Linked DNA regions of Mus musculus: regions 1 and 3 are each linked to region 2. Evidence: chromatin contacts called from public Hi-C data. All regions are on one chromosome and are shown on one strand. The core of a region is the stretch at or near the end of the contact, and the rest is flanking DNA. Distances in the headings are between cores, read along the strand shown. Region 1 has its middle 18 kb from the start of Gm46259. Region 2 holds the start of Adamts2 (a disintegrin-like and metallopeptidase (reprolysin type) with thrombospondin type 1 motif, 2). Region 3 overlaps Adamts2 (a disintegrin-like and metallopeptidase (reprolysin type) with thrombospondin type 1 motif, 2).

Region 1 (2,933 bases), core at 35-2,534, 36 kb before region 2:
CTACGTGGGAGTCAGACTCTCATTTTCCATGTCCCAGGCTCCCATGTGACCCAACGGAAGCACTAGAGTAGAGATGAAGGGGGTGGCAGCCCCCATATGCAATTTTCTTGGTGGAGGATCATTCATAGTATGGCAATGACCATCTTCAAATTTGTGTCACCCAAACTCTCTTCTTCAACCCCATTAGTGCCTTTATGTTGTCCTTGGCTGTGGGGGCTCTGTAGGAACTGACATGAGGACTTGAGATAAGTCTCTTTGCTATAAGCTAGAAGACTCTTCCAGCTAGATTCTGCCACAGGTCCACATTGTGACTTGTTTAAGGTCTTCCCCCAGAAGGTCCAGGTGACTTCCATCCATGCTGTGTCTCCAGCCAGCCTGGGGCTTCAACATCAATAGTTTGTGAAATGTCAGCTGGCAGAGGAATTCCTCAGCTGTGTTCCCCACTCTGCGCCCTCCCCCAACTTGGCTCCTCCCCCTTTTTACTACCATAGCACAGAGAGGGCTTGCTGGTGTCGGGCCCACTCCATCCTGAGCCCTGGGATGACCTCTACCATCACCCAGTCCCCAACACTTCATGGGCTATGGATGCTCAACGGCACTGGCTGTCCACAGAGGACCCTCCATTGGGATGCTTCCTGCGATCATCTCTTGTCCCACATCCGGGTCCAGCATCCAGTGTCCTGTAATTCTTCTCTGCGTACTCCTCCTCAGTCTGCTAAGTGGACACAAATATTTTCCCAAACAATCACACCGGATCTAGAGTGTTCTTTCCCGGAACAATGGAGAATTTGTGGTCAAATTTAGGACAGCAATCTGTCTCTCAAATTCCTGACCAGAATCCTCCCAGGGTGACACCAAACCTCAGGCTGGCCTAGCTCGCCCCCGCTCCCTCCTCCAGCCTCTGTAGCTTCATACCCAAGGCAGTCAAAAGCCGGCTTCCCGCCCCAGCTTGGTCACATGCTGGAACACCTGCCTGCCTTGGCACAGGTGCCTCACCAGAGAGGTACCCTGTGGGGCCGAGTGGTGTTTGTTCTCTTCTGAAGTTGCAGGCTGTTTTGTGGCGCGCCAGACTCCTCTGGGCACATCGCCTTTGCTCTGCAGTGAAGGTCTCCCTCGGTTATGTAAACGGAAAGTGGGGCATTTTTGCGGTCTTGGGACAGAAGTACGAAGACGGCTTCTCTGAGTGACTTTAATCACCAACTTACCCTTGTGGGTACGCTTGGTCTCTGGACAGGAAGCGGGTGGCTCTGGGGGAAATGACTGTTCCGAAGGGAATCTTCCTGCTTCCCACGAGCCTGCTTCTAGAGCTCTGTGCAAGGCAGTCCTGTTAGCTTGCTCTGGTTGTGGCCTGGCCTGGCTGTGGCTATTTCCTGAGTATGCAATATCTCTGCTCCCTGCAGCCACAGAGGGTCTCCTTGCTGCAGAGCCGGGCTCAGGTCAACCTTCATACACTTCTTGCCTGTGTCTCCCAGTGGTTCAGTAGCTACCTCTGCCATTGGGTTAGACTGGGCTCCGCCCCTTCTGCACCCTTGGCTCCTCCCACTTTGCACACTCCTTCCCAGCCCCTCCCCTCTGCACCCTCACAGCCCGATGGGTCTGAACTTCTGGATTTTTTTTTTTTTTTTTTTTTTTTTTTTGGTATTTTTGGTTATAGCTTGCTAGCCTTGCTTGGGGCACTGCACCATTGGCACACTCACCATCTGAGTGTAGTGGGAGACAGTTATCGTGTAGAAACGGCTCTCACAGTTAAACAGGGCCCCGTGAAGCTCTCTAGAGCAGTGGTTCTCAACCTCCCCAGCGCTGTGACTCCTTTCTACAGTTCCTCATGTTGTGGTGACCTCCAACCATAACATTATTTTCGTTGCTACTTCATAATTGTACATTTGCTGCTGTTATGAATCGTAATGCAAATATCTGATATGCAACCCCCTGTATAAAGGTTGTTTAGCCCCCAAGGGAGTAGCCACCCACAGGTTGAAAACCCTGTTCTAGAGAGTTCCTCCATTTTCCAGAGGCTCCAGAGGCTCCAGAGGCTTCTCAGCGTTTTCAGGCTGCTGTGTGGAATCATCAGGTGCTGGAGAGAGAGAGAGAGAGAGAGAGAGAGAGAGAGAGAGAGAGAGAGAGAGAGAGAGAGAGAGAGACAGAGAGAGAGAGAGAGAGAGAGAGAGACAGAGAGAGAGAGAGAGAGAGAGGCAGAGAGAGAGAGAGACAGAGAGAGAGAGAGAGACAGAGAGAGAGAGAGAGAGAGAGAGAGAGAGAGAGAGAGAGAGAGAGAGAGAGAGAGCTGATCAGCTGGCACCAGGGAAGAACCTGACCAGGGGTCATTGCCACTTCTGCCTGCTTCTTGCTCCCAGTGCTCCCCGAAGCTTGACCAGGATGTCTCTACAGGCTTTCCTCTCAGTTTCTCCTTTAGCTCTTGAGAGCCAGGGCAGAGTTTGCTTTCAAAGCACCAGCTGGCTGAGTTTGCTGTCCTACAGAAAGCTCTCCAAGGCTTCCCAGGACTTTCTGGTTAGCAGCATCCCCCTCCACTGCCCTCCCCCAGCCCCCCTGCTCAATGCCTCATCACCCATAATGGCTTCCATTGCACCAGTGTGAAATACTACTTTCCCTACACACACACCCCTGTCACCAGTCTTTGTTTACTCTGACCCCTGGGTCTTGTTGCTGCCCTGGTGAATCTGGGGACCCTACCCCCACAGTTTCAATGGTTTGCCTCTCACCATTTGGCTCTAACAGTGTCTTTTTAGAGCAGCCCCTGTGGGTGCACTATCCACTCACTGTTCAACAAGTCTGTGTGTGGTCCTCCCGTGGCCCCAGACACTGCACACAGCAGTGGAGAAAGAACTCCGTGCCCCGGGAGGTGTTGGGTGCTAAAGTCACTACAAATAGAAAACAGAAATAAATGGAGTGTGTTAGCAGTGCATGCCACTGAC
Region 2 (2,784 bases), core at 94-2,593:
CAACTCCAGGTGTCCCCAGGAGGCAAGGAAGCCACTGGGTGGTTGTCAGACTACAGCGGTCCACGCCCGCACACCATGCCCCAGGAAGGACAGAACCAAGGATCTGAAGTCACCATGAAAGCCACCAGTTGTACAAATCATGTAGTTTCCCTCATAAGACTGGGCCCTCTTGTTCATAGGGAGTCATCTCTGTACCTTCTGCTTTAGGCTTGCCACACTGGCTTGGGGAAGGGCGAGTGGAAGAGCAAAGAGACAGGTGTCTTTATCTGGAAGAGCAAAACAAAAACTGGACATAACATTGCAAAAGTGTTCCAATACATGGGGGCCTGAAAGAGATACCCAGGAAAACAAGAGCTGGGGGAGTCACTGTGCCCAAGGACAACAGCCTTGGCAGGACAGTGACTCCAGGAAATGGGAGAACCAGGACCCTGCTGGAGAAGATGGATCCTGTTAGAAACTGGAACTCACAGCAAACTGGCAGGGACGTTTGCCTCTGCCCTTGCATGTTCACCTGGAAACGGGGAAGAGTGTTCAGGACTGTTTCTGGTGGACCCAAGGGCAGACTGTGGCAGGAGACCCACTGAGGCAGCTGAGGTCAGCAACTAAGCTGTGCTCGAAGTTAAGAGAGGGAAGGGAGAGTCTCCACCAGAGGTTGCAATGGAGGGCGTGGAGGGACCCAGGGGCTGATGAACTGGAAGAGGGAAAGAGAGGGGTTGGGGGCTGAGGGAACCTCGGTTTTTTTTTTTTTTTTTTTTTAGTGAGGGCAAAAGTTGATCTTTGAGATAGCCTGGGGGAGTGCTCCGTGAGGGGAAGTATCGACCCACCTCTGGAGCCTCCATCTGGACATAGAAACAGGCTCAATGTCCTCCCAGACCCTCTTTTCCTTCCCGTGTCTCATCCAGCTACAAGGCACAGAATGAGGGTGAGACGGCCCCTGGAGTCCCAAGGCAGCAGAGTGCGACTCGCACTACATAGGGCTCTCCGGGTGGGGTGCCACTCCTTCGAGGTGACTTGGGACCCGCGGTGGGCTACCCCTGGCCGGCTTCCAGCGCTTCTCTGCCGCCGCCTCGGGGTGTCTCTGCCTAGCTGCGAGTCGGGAAGCGAGGAGGGGAGCGGGCGGCGGCCGCGCCAAGAAGCGCCGGGTCACCGCAGGCTGAGGCGCCCGCCGTCCCCGCCCTCCCCCTCGCTTGCCTTCGCCTCCTCCTCCCGCCTCCCTCGCCCGCTAGCTAGCTCGCTCCTTCGCTCTCCCCGCCTTCCCTCCGCGCTCCCCGCCCTCTCCTGCGCGCCTCGCCTCCTCCGCCCCGCGCCCTGCGGTGCTGCAGCTGCGGGCGGCTCCAGCTGCCCCCAGATGTGGGCTGGGCAGCGCGCGGGGAACTTTCGCGCCGGCTGCGAGTGCGGGGCCCCGGCTGCGGTCGGGCTGCCATGGATCCGCCGGCGGGAGCCGCTCGCCGCCTGCTCTGCCCCGCTCTACTGCTGCTGCTGCTGCCGCCGCCGCCTCTCCTGCTGCTGCCGCCGCCGCCCGCGAGCGTCCGGCTCGTCGCCGCCACCGAGCCCCCAGGTAGGTGCCAGCCTGGTCCCCACTTCCCGCGACCCTCCGGCCACACTAACCTGCCCGGTGCGTCCCGCCGACCCTTCCTCAAGCATCGTCCGAGGCGACTTGGGCAAACTCTGTGCGCCGCGCCCGGGGCCAAGTTGGCCAACTTCGGGGCCGGGGCGGTCGCGCAGGGGGCGCACCCCGATGCCTTGGAACGCAAGGAGCCTCGGAGCACTTGCCTCTCTCGAGATGCAGAGTGTGGCGCTGGAGGGCCGGGAAAACCCAGCGGCGGAGCGCGCAGAACCAGCACCAGCGGGTCCGGGGGAGCCAGGGCAAGGCGGCGCCCGGGGACGCTCGGGAGGAGCCGGTGCGGAGCGCGCCGCCTGCGGGCCCTGAGCATTGGATGGGTTGTCCCGGAGAGGTTCCCCGGAGATTAGTGGGACCCTGCTCCACCTCTCCCGGGCTTAAGTGTACGGGGCGAGGGGGGCTGACAGTGGGCTGCCCGATGCTGGACTGAGGACAGGCCGCCTATGAACCTGGTTGCTCCGGAGGCCAATGGTGAGGACATTTGGGCAGCAGGGACCGCTGAAGGGTCAGGGTGCATGAGCAGGGGACCAAGGTGGAATAATTTCCGAGGAGCCCCGTGTCCTACCAAGGACGGTATAATTAAGGAGCGAGGGCACTTTGATGGGGTCGCTCTTTAGGGTAACTGCGAGGTGTCCGAGGAACCTCAATTGGGAATCCACTGGGGCAGCTCTTTTGCTGGCTTGGTCCTCTAGAGGGGACGGCCCGCAGGCGACGTGGTTCCGGACTGGTGGTCCTGTCAACGCCCCTTCCTGGAGGCTTCGTGGTGGAATGTCCCTTTTCTTCAACTGAGGCAAGGGCTGGGGGCGCCGGGCTCCGCCGACAGGCTCAGAGTCTCCGAGGTCTCCGCTAAGTCTAACGCCCCTTTCTTTTGCAGGCGGGCCCCCGGGGCAAGGAGCCGAGCGCATCCTGGCGGTGCCGGTGCGCACTGACGCCCAGGGCCGCTTGGTGTCCCACGTGGTGTCTTTGGAGACGGCCGGGGCGGGGGTACGAGCCCGCAGAGCTGCCCTGGACCAGACCTCGGGCTTGCCCGGAGGCGCTGCTCAGGACCCTGGAGGACGCCTTTTCTACAACCTCACAGTATTCGGCCGAGACCTGCACCTGCGGCTGCGGCCCAACGCCCGGCTCGTGGCTCCGGGGGCCACCGTGGAGTGGCAGGGTGAGAC
Region 3 (2,897 bases), core at 267-2,766, 44 kb after region 2:
CCCCTGCTCATCGCTACTACACTAAACAACACAGCTCCCAAGCACCTGACACTTTGACATTTCTGCTTTGAAATGCTAGTAAAAAACACGGGTAAGCCTAGTCAAGAATAGACAGCCAGAAACAATAGAATTTATCTGTGGTGCTGGCTAATATGAGGTTTCCTTTACGACTAACTGGAAATAGTTTGTGGTATAATTCATAAAGAAGACACACACGTATACATACACACATGCATACACACACAGAGAGACACACACTCACGGAGTTGTAAGCCATATAGGAACATTTTAATCACTGTTAAATTACATATATGACAATGGTCCCATAAGATTCTGTCACATAGTGATGTTGTGGCCATCTGGGATGCATAATAGCATGCTTGCCTAAGGGTACATTTGTCAGAATGTGTCTCATTGAGTAACATATGAGTGCTTGGTGCCCCTTTATAGGCAAAAAACAGGCTGGGAAAGGCCACTTTGCCTCAGAGTACCAGAGTAACATAGCGGAGATCATTTCAAAAGAATGGTAAGCTGGCATGACGCTGGGTTGACTCTTTTCACAATCTCTTTGTATTTAAAAATACCACATCATTTCCCACAAATGACGATGTCTCTCTCTCTCTCTCTCTCTCTCTCTCTCTCTCTCTCTCTCTCTCTCTTTCTCTCTCTCTCCCTCTCTCTGTGTCCTCTCTCTCTGTGTGTGTCCTCTCTCTCTCTCTCTCTCTCTCTCTCTGTGTGTGTGTGTGTGTGTGTGTGTGTGTGTATGTGTGTGTATGTATGTATATGTGTGTCTGCCTCAGTTGGGTCTAACTCTTTTCTTCAGCCCATGAGATTCAAGGATGGTGTGTAGATAATATTGACTGCCAATTTGTTGGATTTAAAACCTACCTCAGGACATATCTGTGAGGGTGTTACTACAGAACTGTAAACCCGAGTGTGAGTGGCACCAAGGTGAGCTGAGTATCAGAACTGACCTCTCTCAGTTTCCTGGCTGCGGATACACTGTGACCAGCTGCTTCATGTGCCTGTCGCCATGCCTTACCCATTGTGGTGGACTGTAAGCTCCCAGACTGTGAGCTAAGCCAGACCCTTTCATCCTTAAGTTGCTCTGGTCAGATGTTTTGCAGGGTAGTGAGAAGTGAAAATAACTTGGGCTGGTAAAATGGCTCAGCAGATGAGGGCCCCAGCCTCAGGACAGACTCATGAGAATGAATAAATGTAATAAACAAAATAACAAAGCAATCTAGAAGATAAAGCCACTGGGTCTCTGAGCAATGCCCTTTGCTTTCTTTTCCTTTCTGAAAGGAAGGAGCATGCAAGGCCCCCAGAGCTTCTACCCACATCTCAGTGTGATGTTCTTGTAGCAGGGACAAGTTTATCCTCCTTGGCCAGGGTGATGGGCTTGAGTCTAAGCCCAACAGGGAGGTCTGGTCAGAGGCAGCTGCTGTCTGTAGCCTGGGGAGGCCCCTATTCAGAGCTGGCACTCAGCCCATGCAGAACGCGCTCCTGCCTCTGGCTTGTGGGGCCGGTTCCACTTCTCACATCCTTCTTCTGGCTCTGTGCAGATGAAGGGTTCTCTCCAGGGCCAGAGCAATAACACTTTATCTGTCTGCTGGCTTGCATTTCCCAGACTGTTTCCGAATTAGGTTTTATGTATGAGGATGCTTAAATAATATCATTGTGTTGATTTGGATCTCAGCTTTAAAGTGCATATTTGAGCGTGCACATCATTCTTCCAGAACCAAGGCCCCTTTGTAAAGGGGTTTGTCCTAAGTGAGAAGTATTTTCAAAAGCTTATTATGCCAAAAGCGCTGTGCTCAGTGTTAGGGACACAGGCATGAAGGAGGTCTGTCCTGTCCTCAGGCAGGTCATGGACAAGAGGGCAAGGAAAAAAGACCATAGAAAAAGATGGTGACAAAAGCAATCCAACAGGTACCTGGAAAGGATGCTGTGCCCTTTAAAATCTCTCAGACCACAATTAAACATGCTTTTGCTCAGCATACAAAATACTTATAAAAATTGCTTTTAAGTATAAGAAAATATACTTATAAGAAAACTCACCCCAGGAAAGCAGAGAAGAAAAACAAGGAGAATGAATTCTGCCAACTTGGTGTAGATAATGTGAGAGACAGTAGTCTCCCGACGAGAATGCTCAGGTCCTTGGCCCTGGAATCTTCAAATATGCTTTGTTTGATCATGTTGGGGAATGAGGATGGCCCATGAAGTAACAGTCATTCATTATTTGACTTTAAGAGAGGGGATTATCCTGGATTATCCTGCTGAGCTCGGTGTTCTTAAAAGTGGAGGTCAGAGTCAAGGGGAGGCTGGAAGATGTCAGCTTTGAAGAAGGAGAAAGAGGCTATGAGCCAAGTAATACAAGAAAGAGGTCACCAGAAGCTACAAAAGAAAAGGAAATCAGTACTCCCTATGGCTTCCAGAAGCATCTCAGTCCATTCCCACCCTTCCTCAAGCTTTACTGTAGCTGAAGAAGACTTATTTTGAACTTTTGTGCTCTTGAACAACTTGTGTTGTTTTAAGTCAGGAAGTTTATGGCTGTTTCATCAGCATTGGAAACTGAAAAGCTACTACTGGCTATGTTGGTGATCATTTTCCACCTTGTGACATATATAAATAAAATTATCACCATCACCACCATCACCATCATCATTGTCATCATTATATGGGAGGTAGGACACATGTGGTGGTCAGAGGAGAGCTTAGTAGAGTCATTTTTCTACTTTCACATTTATATGTGTCTCAGGGATCAGATTCAGGTCACAAGGCTTGCATCATTGAGGGGCAAACACTTTTAGCCACTGAGCCATCTCTCTTGTCCAGTGACAGATATAAATATTTTATAATTGATGCCCTGTTATTATCTTTTATCATCTTAGTTA

What was found. Hi-C and Micro-C count contacts between places; a contact is called where the count stands out from the background.
Region 1: a contact with region 2 is called in a Hi-C map of pre-megakaryocyte-erythroid progenitors, with 2.6 times the contacts expected there. The contact joins the enhancer-like site here to the promoter of Adamts2 in region 2. A contact is called at or near these places in 2 of 39 promoter capture datasets (frontonasal cranial neural crest and second pharyngeal arch cranial neural crest), 9 of 484 Hi-C or Micro-C datasets (DN3 thymocytes, LSK cells, embryonic fibroblasts and 5 more), 3 of 115 datasets of contacts at active chromatin or transcription factors (double positive thymocytes and embryonic stem cells) and 2 of 9 other capture datasets (adipose tissue and pancreatic islet).
Region 3: a contact with region 2 is called in a Hi-C map of uterus, with 1.6 times the contacts expected there. The contact joins the enhancer-like site here to the promoter of Adamts2 in region 2. A contact is called at or near these places in 6 of 484 Hi-C or Micro-C datasets (the HL-1 cell line, muscle stem cells and uterus), 2 of 115 datasets of contacts at active chromatin or transcription factors (the 3134 cell line and embryonic stem cells) and 3 of 9 other capture datasets (adipose tissue, liver and pancreatic islet).

Annotation. Positions count from the first base shown.
Region 1 is chr11:50,564,622-50,567,554 of GRCm38.p6, forward strand. No RefSeq gene overlaps it. Among named protein-coding and RNA genes, the nearest start is that of Gm46259, 18 kb to the left of the region's middle. Within about 2 kb of position 1,285, at least 45 of the 459 cell types and tissues checked have an H3K27ac peak or open chromatin away from gene starts, as enhancers often do. A contact at or near this core is called in DN3 thymocytes, double positive thymocytes, granulocyte-monocyte progenitors and 1 more, where this site is marked.
Region 2 is chr11:50,600,742-50,603,525 of GRCm38.p6, forward strand. It overlaps Adamts2 (a disintegrin-like and metallopeptidase (reprolysin type) with thrombospondin type 1 motif, 2), which reads left to right and starts at 1,344. Exons shown (of 22, transcript NM_175643.3): 1 at 1,344-1,558; 2 at 2,496-2,784. The coding sequence starts at 1,423.
Region 3 is chr11:50,644,860-50,647,756 of GRCm38.p6, forward strand. The region is part of intron 2 of Adamts2 (a disintegrin-like and metallopeptidase (reprolysin type) with thrombospondin type 1 motif, 2); the gene reads left to right. Among named protein-coding and RNA genes, the nearest start is that of Adamts2, 44 kb to the left of the region's middle. Within about 2 kb of position 1,517, at least 19 of the 459 cell types and tissues checked have an H3K27ac peak or open chromatin away from gene starts, as enhancers often do. A contact at or near this core is called in uterus, where this site is marked.